Regions from separate parts of the Pan troglodytes genome. Here region 1 is linked to region 2. Evidence: chromatin contacts called from public Hi-C data. All regions are on one chromosome and are shown on one strand. The core of a region is the stretch at or near the end of the contact, and the rest is flanking DNA. Distances in the headings are between cores, read along the strand shown.

Region 1 (6,847 bases), core at 1,298-3,797, 260 kb after region 2:
ACACAGATAAAAATGGCAGAGCCGGCCATGAATTCAGGCTGCCTGTATCCACATTCATCCTAAGATATGGAAGGAAGGAAAAAAGAGGCAGCAAAAGGAGAACTGGAAAAGCTGTTCCCGCAGGGCATTTTTTTATTTTGCTCTAAACTCGTAGCCAAGGTAAAAATATTAAAACAGAGCTGAAATCAAAGAACCCTTGCCCTACTTTCTAGGTCTGATTCTCCCAGAACCTCTTCAGAAGAGAGTGATCAGGCAATGATGGGTGTCTCAACTTTTAAGACTTTTAAAATTGCTGGCTCAGAGCCTTTGGAAGAATAGCACAGGCAGGAAATGGCAAGGCAGGATCTGAACCCAGCCCAACTTCCTGCACAGCCTGCCCAAGCTTTCGCACACAGCACAGAGAGTATCTCATTCAACGTTCTTTTGCAGTGCCCTGCCTCCTTACTGCGCTGGTTAAGGTAACATTCTAGATGCTGTAGCAGATAACCAGTCTCCTCCCCAAACTCAATGGCTTCACGTAATAAAAATTTCTCTTTCACCTCCCAAAAAGTCCAAAATCAGTGCTCCTAGTTTGCAGGCAGAATAGTCTCCTCCAAGCAGCATTTCAGAGACCCAGGCTTCTTCCATCCGGTGGCTCTTCCATGTCTAGCAGGTGGCCTCCCATTGTGGCTAGGGAAGGAGAAGGAGGAGCATGAGATGGGTCAGGCCTGGAAGTGGTGCATGTCATTTCCACCCACATGCACTGGCCAGAACTCAGCGACATGGTCATACTTAACTGCAAAAAAAAAAAAAAAAAAAAAAAAAAGCTTCGAAATAGAACCTAGTGGCCAAAGCTATCTCACAGCCAACTAGTCTCATTTCCTGAGAGTCTGATGAGCTTCTGCATCCCCCCACCCCCCTACCCCTGCCCCACTGCCCCCGGACATCTCCTCTCACTGATAAAATAATTATCATAATTATAGAGAAGACTTCAAATGCAACCAGGAGAAGGGCCACCTTGATCTTAAATTCAGATCATACAGAGGTAATGACGGGTCTCCAATGTTCCTGCAGAGGAGGCTGAAGGTTTAGAGAAGGGCAGGGGAAAGAAGAAGAGGTTAAAAGTACAATTTGCTCAAGTTCAGGCCTGGCTAAGAAAGGAAGATGGCTCTATCCACCATTTTGGTGTTGTTAACAAAGTCTACCTTGAAGTCAATTCTAGATATTTTAGAATTTCTCCAATTAAGCAAACATTTATCGAGCATCCAAAGGTTTGCAGATATAGTCCTAGGGATAGTCCTTTGGGATATCAAATAAAGGGATGAATGAATATGAGGTGAGGTCAGCTCTATTCTTTATCTGGTTGAGATTTTGAAGACACTAGTAATAAAAATTTGACACAATTATAATAATATCCAGGGCTGTATTCAACACTTGATATAAATTATCTCATTGAATCTTCCCAATAATTCTATGAGGTAAATACTATTATTACCCCCATTTTACAGAAGAGAAAACAAACCTAAAAAGATGAAATAGTTGTCCAAAATCTCAATTGCTCCCAAGAAGAGAAAAGAATGATTTTTAACTACATGACACTGCCTGTATTATGAAATTACAGTGCTGTCTGCACATAGAAACAGGCATAATTCAATTGGCTTTGGAAAACAGAAGGAGGTTTAGAGTTCTAAACAGTTATTGGGCTGGGCGAAGTGGCTCACGCCTGTAATCTCAACACTTTGAGAAGCCAAGGTGGGAGGACTGATTGAGGCCAGGAGTTCAAGACCAGCATGGGCAACATAGTGAAACCCTATCTTTACAAAATTTTTTTTTAATTAGCCAGGCTTGGTGGCACATGCATGTAGTCCTAGCTACTTGTGTGGCTGAGGAGGGAGGATCCCTTGAGCCCAGGAGTGCAAGGCTGCAATAAGCTATGATTGTGCCATTGCAGTCCAGCCTGGGCAACGGAGCAAGACCCTGTCTCAAACAAAACAAAAAACAGTTAACTGAATCCAAGAACAGGTCATAACTGGGGTTAAGAGTCCCCTGTGTAATTTAAAAAGTGACTTTGAAGCCAAGCAAGTTGTGTGACTCTGGAGGAGGAGACACTTTGTCTCCCTATTCTTCAGTTTCCTCTTCTGCAAAGTAAGGAAGCTGGCCTAGATGTACTTGAAGTTCCTTTCTTCCTCTGTAAAAGCAGCATGGCAAATGGAAAGCGCTGATATTTTCATAAGCCAGATTCAGGGAAACTCTTTCTGCCTATCTGAGCCTCCATTTTCCCATCTATGAAATGGGAATTAGGTCGGATTTGCTACTTTTTCTCTCCCTAGTGTCTAGCACAGGGAAAATAATAGGGGCTTAATAAACCTTGGTCACCTCATTAATGTCCCCACCTGATTGGAGATGGCAGCAATCCATTGCATGCACAGAAGGCAGAATTGCATGAGTAGAGGTCTGCCTCTGAGTTCTGAGCCGCTTCTGAGAGCACAGGGTGTCAACCTCCCTCCTGAGGCATCGTGGCCATTTTGGGAACAGCTGGCTCCTGGCCCAGAGAAATGGCCTGCAGTTGAGGAGGCAGAGTGTAACGTTTCACAAAGCCTCCCTTGCCACCTCTGCCCATACCCCACACCCTCTCCCTCATGCGCAGGGCAAACTCTGGCCCCAACGAATCTGGATTTCCAGCATTCACTCAGAATCCCCAACAGGCAAGTTCACGACTTTGGGGCACAGAGTTCAGAGAGAAAGAATATTAGATGTCCCCGCAGGCCTCCCCAGCAAGCTTTATTTCTTAGAATTACTTCAGGGATGCTCCCAGGAGCCTTGCCCGCCTGGCAGATATTGAATAAGGTAGAAGCCAGAGTGGATGAAAAGCAGTGTCTTGGAACGGTTGCCTGGTTACCGGTGACCTGGGTCACGTGGTCTCCTCCCTTCGGAGCGGCCCAGGGCGAGCCGGCAAGGAGCAGGAGTGCAGGGGAGGGGCATGAGTTCCCGGGGAAGGCGGGGAGGGGAGGAGAGGCGGTGAGAAGCAGCTCCTCTACACTGCGCTTTCCTTTCCCGACGGCCCGACTGCCCGCGTGTCGGGCCAGGACAGGAGCACCAGGCCACCTGGGTGGGGAGCTTGGCTCTCTTGCTTCCCTGGTGGAGGACGTGGACAAGTTAACTCAGCCTATGGGCACCTGTCTTTCCTCACCTGTAAAATGAGTCTAATAATAGTGCACACCTCACTCAGTTACGACAAGGCTGCAAACAAGAAAACAGGGAAAAGAGGCCCAGCACAGGGCCGGGAACGCACTAGACTGAACGTGAATACACCGGTGTTGTCCAGCGGGGCTGAGTGCTGGGGGCTGGTGGCCAGAGCAACAGAAGTCCTGAGTCAGGACAGCTACCTAATGTGACAGCCCAGGGCACATTGCAAACACAAGCCTTTTGTTCCACAGGCAGGAGAGAGGTACCCAAACATAAAGCCCCACCCCACTTCTGTGGCCCCTCTTGTGCTGTGTATTTGCTATTTAATGCTATGCTCCCTTGGGCATGGAGCTACTGGAGAGGAGCACGGAGGCCCTCAAGGCACCCAGGAGCCTTCCCCTGCAGTGTGGCCCACCAGTGCCCATCTGCTGCCAGGTCCCCTACACTGAGGCAAGAGGACCCGGGGAAGGGAAGCCAGGCATCCTCCTTTCCCACAGGCCCTTCACCCCAATCCATGGTGGACAGGTACCCCCACATCTTGCAACCTCCATGTCAGAGGCTCTAGCATAGGGGAAAGGCTTGCCCTGCCAGTTTCCCCCCTGAAGGCATCACGATGTCATCAACCTCTAGGGCAGGCACGGCTGCAGTCGTGTCCTACCCAAATGCTGTGGGATGTGCATGCTCAGCCTCCCGTGCCAGTGCCCTGCAGATAGCAGACTGGCAGCTGTTGGGGGGAAGAGAGAGAAGAAGGGATGTGAGGAGGAGATAGCAGGGGGTTGGGGAAGCTGGCACTGAGAACCCACCTGGTGAGGGAGGGGCTGGGCTGCACTTGAACTGAGGCTGTTAGCCTGGGTGCCTGCTGTGTTATCTCACAGACTTCATTTACAAACTACACATTTACAGATAAGATATGAAGAATTTCAAGACACGACAGTAGAACATTAAATCCCTAGCACAGGCTTTTGTGTCACTGAGCTGGTTGCACACCAGCTGACCCTGTTCTGAGTTCTTGTTGTGGCTCTGTCACTAACTCTCCCTCTCCGGGCCTTGGTTTTCCTTTCTCTAAATGAGGGGGTAGGACTAGATGGTTTCTAGACCCTCTTCCTGCTTTTATGTTTCATGATGTGTCCCACTAACATGCTGTGTGGACATGGGCAAGTCCCTTCCCTTCTCTAGGGATCAGTTTCCCTGTCTATAAATTGGGAATTTGGGAATCCTGAAGGGCCCTGCCAGGGTTACTGCTTAGAGAGATGCCTTTTCCCATCCTCTCCTGTGTTTGAGGGGACTTCTTTTCTTTTGCAGAAGGGAAGACAAAGTTGCCCAGCAGGTGCTGGGGTATGGGGCTGGATAGAACATTCCTTTTCTCCTTCTGCCCACACTGGTGAGTCTGGGGACTGTGGGGCAAGAAAGAAGGGAGGGAAAGCTCCTTAAGGAACAGAGAGGCAAAAAAGCATCATGTGAGAAGGTAAGCAAGCAGGCAGCCTTGGGAGATGCTTTCATTCAGTCATTCATTCAGCAACAGTGAAACAGCAAAAGAATGTAACACTCACCGTATTTGTGTAAGGGGCTTTAACCCATCCCCGCATGTAGGCTAGGATAATTTTAGAGCACTGAGATAATACACAAAAACAGCAATCATGTAGTTTTAAAAGCCAACTCTGGGGTTATAGGGAAAGTATGTAAACAATTATGTTTGTTAAAGATCCATATAGATAATACACAAAAACAGCAATTATGTAGTTTTAAAAAATAACTCTGGGGTTAAAGGGAAAGTATGTAAACAACTGTGTTTTATTAAAGATTTACAGGAGCATTGTGACCTGACCAAGGACAAAGAAGTTCCCAAACTCCTCAGGCCCTCACTGGCACCCAGATGTCTGCAGTCATCAGTTACATCTTGATCCCAACTCCCTCTTCTTCCCCCACCCTTAACATAAAAAAAAGCCTGAAATTTGTGCTGACTTAAGATGGCATTTTAGGATGGTAGTCTACCATTTTCCCCGTTTGCTGGCTTCCCGAAAAACCTGTTTTTCCTCCCACCAAGTCTCATTTCTTGAGTTTTGGCTTTCAAGCAGAGAGCAACTGAACCTGGGTCCGGTTACAATTCATTCATTCATTCGTTCATTCATTTGCCTGGATGATTGCAGCAGCCTCTGCCCCTATCTCCCTGCTCTGTACTCACTCCCTTTCAATCTTCTGCTCCTCACAAGGGCCTAAGGGAGCTTCTGATGTGATAAACGGAATCATGTGGTTCCTCCTGAAAGCCTTTATCAGTTAGAATTAGGTTTAGCTGTGACAGAAAATGCACACTAACAGTGGCTTCAGCAAGATAGATGCTATTCCCTCCCTCCCAGAAGCATCTGGCAGCTGGCTACCTGAGACTATGGCAGTTCAACGGAGTCAGGAATCCAGGCTCTGTCTACATTGTGGCATCTCCAATCCTGGCTTTCATTTCCAAGGTCACTTCAGAGTCTGAGATGGTGCTGGGGTTCCAGCCATTTAATCTATACCCCACATAGCAGCAAGGAGGAGTGGGGACACACATCCCCCTTTCAAAGATACTACTCAGAAGTTGCATACACCACCCCAGCTTGGATTCTAGCAGCCAGAGCTTAAGTCACATGACCACATCTGCAAAAGAGGCTGGGAAAAGTTGTTCTTATTCCAGGCAGCCACATGCCCAGTTCAACTTTGTGGATTTTATGAATGAGGACAAAGGGGAGAATGGATACTTGTGGACAATTGTTGATCTCTGCCACGTAGTCCTTCCATAGCTCCTTACTGCACTTGAAATAAAACCCAAACTCTTTCCTATGCCTGCAAGGTCCTGGCTGTTTTCCCACCCTCTCTCTTCACTCATCCTGCTTCAGGCCTGCTGGCCTCTTCCCGGTTTCTCAAAGACCATAGTTGTTTCCCATCCAGGGCTATCTGTGCACGCTGTTTCCTGGTTGGAATGCCTTCACCCGACTCTATGAAACTCTGTCCCTTCTCCTCTTCTAGGTCTCAGCTTGCATATCACCTTCTCACAGAGGCTTCCCCAACCACCATACTTCTCCTCATCATTTTTTCTTGGGTCCTTTTTTGTTTCTTTATAGCATGAAAGACGCCTTGGAACTAGCTATTAAATTATCTGATAAGCAAAACAAAGCACGAATGCTCATATCAACGGTTGCTCCCCTTTTTGGTTTGTCTCCCCCATTCAAAAGGAAGCTCTATGGGGGAGGCTTTGGGTCTTGTTCACAACCCCATCCCTGGAGTTTCTCTCTACAACTATGTATTGTCCTCCCACTAGGTGCCAGGAACCTAAAAGACAGTAAGCACATTCAGTTTTCATCTCAGCTGCAGAGCAGCCAAGAGGTGAGGATTGGGGTTCATCTCCTGGAGAGGAGGCAGAGATCTCAGCAGAGACTGGGATAAAGGAGTCCAGTAAGATTGTAAGAAGAGCCCTTCAGCTGCCAGGAATGGGATTAGGGTTCCTTTTAGCCTCATTGCTGGCTCCATCCTATGTCTCCACCCTTATGTGAATGTGTTCCTTTGTCCTACTTTTAACTTACATCAGACTCTTGCGTGTTCCTTATCCTCCTAAGCAGCTTTGCATCCTTTCTGGAAGAGGGTGGGGGTATAAACAAACAAACAAATACACTATAAAAATACAGGAGATATTTTGGTGTATCCAGTTGCC
Region 2 (7,124 bases), core at 1,367-3,866:
CCCAGTTAGTTCTAAATGATTTTCATTACACCAGCTGGTCACTTTCAGTTCTGTGAAATACAGTAGTTCTGGATAATACACTTTATTCTGTCAACTCAATCAATAGGGTGGAAAGTTTCTTTGAGTGGGAATCATTTGGATATAACAGTACCAGAGATGGCATCTTTTCTGCTAGCAAAACCTTTCTGCAGGCAAATGGATGTGAACATGTTGCCTTTTCAATACTGTTTTTTAGCAACAACACTTATAACGATAATGACAAAATGGTAACAATGACAACAACAACAACAACAATAGCAGCTAATATTTACCGAATATTTACTATGTGGCTGCCACTGTGCTCTGCATAGGTCATCTCATTAAATCCGTACACCTATCACCCTAACTATAGATTCCATTGCTCTCTCCACTTTACTGGCAGGAATGGGTAGCTTTAAGTATCTTCAGCTCTTTCCAGCTCCAGAGTCTGAGCCCTGGATAAATATCATCTCATACTATCTAACCTCTAAGTTCCCTTCTCATTCTTTAAGCTTCCATAAATGCATCTTTCTTCCTCTATTTCTATTTTTTTCCCTCACGTTTCATGGGTAAATCTTTATAAACACACCATTTCAAACAATGCTATTTTAGTATTTCTGGCTGCCCCGTGAATCTTTATAGACCGAGATGCCCGATGGAGCCAGTATGTTTTAATTTTCACATGAAAAACAGAATTCCCAAGGGGAAGGAGCATTTGACGGAAAGGCAAAACCTTTATAAGCACTCGAGGCATTAAAATCCAAATTTCCAAAATATGGTAATTATGTCAAAGTTGTGACTTACTCTGGAGCCCTTGGGGACACTCATCCTGACCCATCTGTGAAAGCCATCAGCAGGCAGTAAGCCTTCTGAGGAGCAGGATTACAGCAGCCAATTTGGCCTCTAGCAAAGAGGCAAGGCTGCTTCATTTAGTTTAAGTCTCACTGAGATGGTTTAAAACAGTCTTTGGGAAGAGATGTGCAGCCAAAGCAAATCACAGCCTTACCCAGCTGCAGATTCAGTACACGGCAGTCTATGTCTACATATTCATGGCACACTGGAGCCCTCCCCTGACTGTGCTCATACATGCATTGATATGGGAAGCAGAACTCTCTCACTGGGGAAATAATCTATGTGCCTAAGTTAGACAAGAGCCACATTTGGACCAGCGGATGGCATCACATCTGGTATGGATCGCTAACCTCAGTGTGATTTGGCCCAGCCTGGATTATTTATGATTCATAAAAGTCCCACTGGACCCCAGCATAGTCCAAGACCGCATAACAAAAAACCATGGGATTAAAAATCTGTATTTCATTGCAAGACCCCCATGGCAAATTAGTAATGCTATGATTGGTTTTCGAGAAGCCAAGAGTGAGGAGAACTAACTATGATCACTCCCTCAAGAAACCCAGCATAGAGGGCAAACCGAATCGTGTGTTCAGCCAGGCTATGCAGTCATATTCTGAAACTCTGTCACCATTTCTAATCTGAAAGCAGTGTCTACAATTAAACCTAAATAATTTGAAAGCCATTTCTTTACCTGGAAGTCTCAGCTGGGTCCTTGTTCCTCAGATCCCCTAATGGTTTCTGACATCATGTGTTGAAATGACTACTGTGCATGAACACTCTCAGGTATTTGGTCTGTTAGCCCCTTTCCCCATATTATTATGGTTTTTTAAAGACAGCTACACTTTTAGAGAAACGCTGCTTCTTCTTAAGCATCAAGATTTAAGCGTTTCTTCAAGACTCCCTAGAGCTGTGACATAACACTTTGTAATCGAGCTTTCTAATAAGCATAGAAAAGGCAAAAGGGGTCGCAGGGCCACCAAAAATGCTACCTGGCCAAGAAAACGAAGACCCAATATCCTCCCCCAATGCAAAGGCCCTAGATCTGGCTTTCTCATCCTCCTTAGAAAACATACTGCTGTTTAATTTGTGAATTAGAGCAAATTTCTTACCCACCTCCAGGGAGGATGAAATGCCCAGTCTCGGAGGAAGCTTCTGCCAGACCCTTGGAGCTTGTTAATTGTCCCAGTTCACTTTCTCCCTGGATCTGACTTCTAAGAACGCAAGCAGGACCTCAGGCAGCCAAAGCATCTTCTCCTCAAACCCCCTTTTCAGTCTGAACCCTTCCTGAAGCTGGCAACAGACTCAAGCCGAGCTGCTCCACATTCCCTCAGGGAAAACAGCACTGCTGGATCCAGACTCTGCTGGGGAATTCACCAAGCAGGAGAAAAAAAGTATGACTTCTACTCTTCCTCTAGATCAGCCTGAGTGCTCAGATCGCCTTCCGGAGGACCCCCAGTTTCCTCTTAACTCCCCTTCTTCATGACAATCTGAAGGAAGAAGTCATAGACTCCAGCCCAGCGTCACCAGCTGATCCTGAGCCAGACCCGGGGTGACTAGTCAGCTGCTCACAGAGCTCAAGCCACTGAACCAGGAAATGTGCTGCTTGGTCAAAAAATAATAATAACTCTCGGTGGCGCTGCTGGTGGTGCCTGAGAAGTCGCTGTTGCAGTGCTTGCATCCTCCGCATGCTAATGAAGCTGTGATGTCAGCAAGTCAGTCACGGCATCTGGACGTCCCATCCTGCTGCCCAGTGCTGAGATTTATTTACATGTAAATTAGCCTTGCCTTCCAAATCAATAATCCCCAAGCCAGGGAGAGGGGAAGGAAGCCTTTGCTGGATGCAAAGGCCCAGCTACGTAGCCTCCAAATGAGCATGAAAAAAATCACATATAAGAAGAGAGGCTTTAAAGACACATGCCTATTTTTTTTCTTCTTAAAAGCTGTGCTCTTATGTGCCAAGGTTCAGATCTGGGCACAATTATCAACCTGAGTGCCTGTTTCAGATTACATGCTGCACCAACCTAGGAGTGGAATCAGAGCACTCTTTTTTAATTAAATGCTGTGTCAAGCCTTCAAATGCCTCTCCTTTTTTTTTTTTTTTTCTTTCTCTTCTCTCTTCAACTTTCATTTTCGGGTGTTGCTTGTTTTTTGGCCTAAGACTATGTCACCTTTGAGTTTTTGTGCACCTTGAAATAAAGCACAAGTGACTCCTTTCCTCACGTGCTTGGGTGGTGAGTTAGTCAGCTGCCCTTTAACCCCTTACCCCAATTCCAACTGCAGAAGAAGACAAAGCATAAACCTTCCCAGGGCATCTGAAGACCCTGAGACCCTCAGAGAGCATTGCTTCCGTCTCCTCATTTTACAGATTAGAAAATGGAGACAACTGGAGAAAGGACTTTTGTAAAGTCACACCAGGATTTCAGCAAGGATGGGTCAGAATCCACATTTCCTAGACCTCAGATAGAGCTTTTGTTGAATACATTTGGGGTCTCTGATCTCCATTTTTATACACCACTAGGCGGCCTAACCAAGCAATCTGGAAGAAAGGAATCTATACATTTGGAGAGCCCTGTGTTCAAATCCTGCCTTTCCTTCCTGCTAGCAGTGTGATCTTAGGCAAGTAACTTAACTTGTGGGATCTTCAATAACCTCAACTGTACCATTCACTCATTCAATAAATATTTACTAAGCACATACTCTATGCCATGCACAGCTCTAAAGACTAGGTATAAACACAGTCTCTGCTTTCAAGGGCCTTATGGGCTACTGCAATTAAAGAAAGTAAAATATTGAATAGAACTATGGTGAAGATTAACACAATATCACATACTCAATAGCTATTTCTGATAGTTTGAATGAAGTTAGAAAAATTCACCGAGGCATACTATCTACTAGGCTGATCACTGTTCCTAGCATCTGAGTATTTCCATGGTCATCTTTAATTGTTTAAAATCATATATTCCTTCAATGCTGCCTGTGCAGTATCCCGGGCCAGGAGAGAGGCAAGAGCCAGGCAATATTCTGGACTCTGTGCCTGTGATAAGGAACCACTGTGAGCGAAAGTGAAGGGTGAGGGAAAGGTTGGGGAGGCTGGGAGTGAGGAATATTCCATCATGCACAGAAGTGTCCCAAAGGACAAAGCAACTAGCACGGCTCCTTGCCCACACTCCCCCGCCTGGGGAACCCACTGTGATGAGCTCTGCCCTTCCAGCTGCAGTGGAAGCTGAAGCTTCAAATGAATTTCTTTGTTGGATGTGGGGAAGTTAAATTATGTCTTTTGTTGTACGTAATTGTATTAATAATGCTTAATAACTTCTTTCAGAATGCTTCTCTCTAGTTCCCAGAAGACCTTTCATGGTGAAAATCATGAGACCTGGAATAACGTCTCAGTAAGAGAAATAAAATACAAGCAAATGAATAACACTCAGCCTTCAGTTTCCATCACACAGAACTCAGAGCGTGTAGGGAGGCAGATGATCTCCCCAGACCTCAATATCCTTCAAAAAGTCAATTAACAAGTCTAACAGTTTGGGGCCCCCAGTAGCCAAGTGGAAGCAGTGACATTCTAACCCAGTGTGGCCACGAACAAGTCACTTCAACTTACCATGCCTCAGTTTCTTAAAAATGGGTACACTACTCTCTCATCTACTCATGCTCAGCATGGTCATACAAGAGGCAATTCACAGGTGATCAACAATGAGATAAAGAAGACAGCTGAAACATAGCAAGAGATTACTCTTCACTTGGAACAGATGTGACACATCACTACCAACTTCATAAGAATTAACATCATAACATGGAGTCTAAAATGGATTGCCTGGGGTCAGACTCTGGCTCTGACACTTGCTAGGTCTATGACTTGAGGCCTGAGGTCCTTACATGTAACCTAGGGCATAATGATAGTGCCTACCTTCATGGGGCCGTTGGGAGAATCCAATGAGAATTAATGTGAAACATTTAACACTGAGCCTGTTACATAGCAAACACTCAATAAGTGTTAGCTATTGGTAATATTAATAGAAACAATCATGCTTCCACCATTAACTTCAGCGCAAATTAGTTAAGTAACCAGTCAAAATTCAAAAGGTGGGGAGAAAGCGGTAAAGGGAAGACTGCAAAATTATCTTTATTCCTAGAGCATATCTCAAAGTTCTATCTAATGTGGGTGAGCCACTGATATGCCATTTTCCATATGATACAATACAAATGCTTTGAATTGCTATGAATCTAGGAAATAAAGGAGTAAAAATGACCAAGAGGTGGGCTCCCTCTTCTGAAACTATACACCAGGACAAGACAACTATATTTTTGAGATGAATACATGCTTCACCCATTCATTCATATATCCATTCACTCATTACATAAGCTCCTACTATTTGCCAGTCACTGTGCTAGGGTCTGGAGACAACATGGTGACCAAGATACACAGGGATCCTGCCTTAAAAGAGCTTGGCAATCAGAGAGAAGACAATTAAGTAGGCAATTAGAGTAGAATGGGGTGTGTGTTATGGTAGGAGGCATGCAGAGTCCTCAAAGGCCTAATTGCATTCAAGAGAGGGATGGCACAAAAGCATGCTGCCCAAGTCCTTTTGCCAGCACACGCTCTGTGAGCTCAGCTTGGTGATGAGGAAGCTGGATATCTATGCATCACACTTACACAGAATATTAAAATTACAAAATCCACAGATTGTTAATTCCCTGTGGTCATTATTTTCATCCTGGAGACCACTCTAATGAGGTTTTTTTTTTTTTTTACAAATTATACTGGTAGGTATTAGAAAAAGTGAGAAAAAACTACTTTAAAAATTTCAGAGACCTAGTAAATAGGAACAAAACTCATTGTTTTTCTAAAAAACAGTGAAATTCCACATTCATGACAGCAAACTTCATGCGAGTAAAGGCAGGGAAGAACAGGTAATACATATGAGAAACTCAACCAAATGTTTATTAGGGATTTGTGAAGCGGAGGACACTCTTGTCAGGAGACAAGGATGCAACTGTCGACCTTCAGAACTTTCTGTTTAGGTAGAATGATAGGATATTTATACAAATGACCATAATTGCGTATAGTATATAGGAAAAAGGACAAGGAAGACAAAATTAATTATGGCAGAGGTGATCAGGAACCAGGAAAAGTATGATCTGGGTCAGGCCCAAGGTCAAAAACACTTTTACTTTTTTGGAATTAAAAAACAATTTTATAGTGGGGGAAGGCCTTACTAAGCATGACACAAAATCCAGAAGTACAAAAAGGCTGCAAAAATTTGACGTTAGTCAAATTCACCTTCTGCTAGAGGTGTTCCAGGCAGGAACAAGAACATGAGTAGGAAGGAAAATTATGAACACAAATGCATAATTAAGAGACGTCTGCATGGACACAAGACAGCAAAATAGCACCAACATGACACTGGCAGGTAATAACAAAGAGACAGCTCCATGCATGCTGGATAATCAAATCATCTTTCCATTCTAGACAGCTTTAGGCAGCATCTTGTTAGAGGATTACAGGGAAAGGTCAAGTACATCTCTACTGGTCAGGTTACAGAAGGGAAGGGTAAGTGACAGGAAGGGTGGTAGCCTCCTAGATGAAGAGCTGTAATGAGGAAGGCTGCAATGAACAAGTTTTAAATCTCTGTTTCTACAGGTATAAAATAAGAAGGAATGGATTGAAACGACCTAAAGAGGGTCCTCAATTCCTCTTTAGGTCATTTAAAATCTTTCTTGGACCTAAGGAAGACTTCTGAATATTGAGATAAGAACTGACATGGGTCACTCAAGGAAATGGCAGTGTTTCAGTTTTTGGAGAACTTTAAAAAGACAGACATCACTCATCCTAGCTCATTTAGATTACTACCTTCTGGCCCTGCTATTGGGAAATTCTAATTGTTGTAAGGGATATTACCAAAGTTTCAAACCACTCATCTAATGAGTTTTCCCTTTTCAAATGTGTGCATTTCTGTGTGTGCGTGCTTTTAAATATTTTACTCAAGAGTAATCCTGATATTTAGATTTCAAAGTCTAATAAAGTAAATGTGGGAGAGGAGGCTGACAAAGAATTGTCATGTAAGTTGGTCTAGCATAGGTGATGATGCAGTAACATACGATCCCAGATGTCAATGGCTTAACACAAGAAAGTTTGATTTCTCTCTCAGGCAAAGTTGGTTGGAGGCCCAGAGGTTTTCCAGGTACTCCATTCTAAGTAGCGACTCAGGGATCTACTCTGCTTCCTTCTTGTGCCTCTGTGATCTCAGTGA

What was found. A called contact is a pair of places that touch in the nucleus more often than the background predicts.
Region 1: a contact with region 2 is called in a Hi-C map of stem cell-derived neural progenitor cells, with 5 times the contacts expected there. The contact joins two enhancer-like sites. A contact is called at or near these places in 1 of 7 Hi-C or Micro-C datasets (stem cell-derived neural progenitor cells) and 1 of 1 datasets of contacts at active chromatin or transcription factors (stem cell-derived excitatory neurons).

The regions. Positions count from the first base shown.
Region 1 is chr2:68,456,919-68,463,765 of NHGRI_mPanTro3-v2.0_pri, forward strand. No RefSeq gene overlaps it. Among named protein-coding and RNA genes, the nearest start is that of PRICKLE2, 45 kb to the left of the region's middle. Within about 2 kb of position 2,548, at least 10 of the 24 cell types and tissues checked have an H3K27ac peak or open chromatin away from gene starts, as enhancers often do. A contact at or near this core is called in stem cell-derived excitatory neurons and stem cell-derived neural progenitor cells, where this site is marked.
Region 2 is chr2:68,193,260-68,200,383 of NHGRI_mPanTro3-v2.0_pri, forward strand. All of the region lies in intron 2 of PRICKLE2 (prickle planar cell polarity protein 2), which reads right to left. Among named protein-coding and RNA genes, the nearest start is that of PSMD6, 200 kb to the left of the region's middle. Within about 2 kb of position 2,617, at least 17 of the 24 cell types and tissues checked have an H3K27ac peak or open chromatin away from gene starts, as enhancers often do. A contact at or near this core is called in stem cell-derived excitatory neurons and stem cell-derived neural progenitor cells, where this site is marked.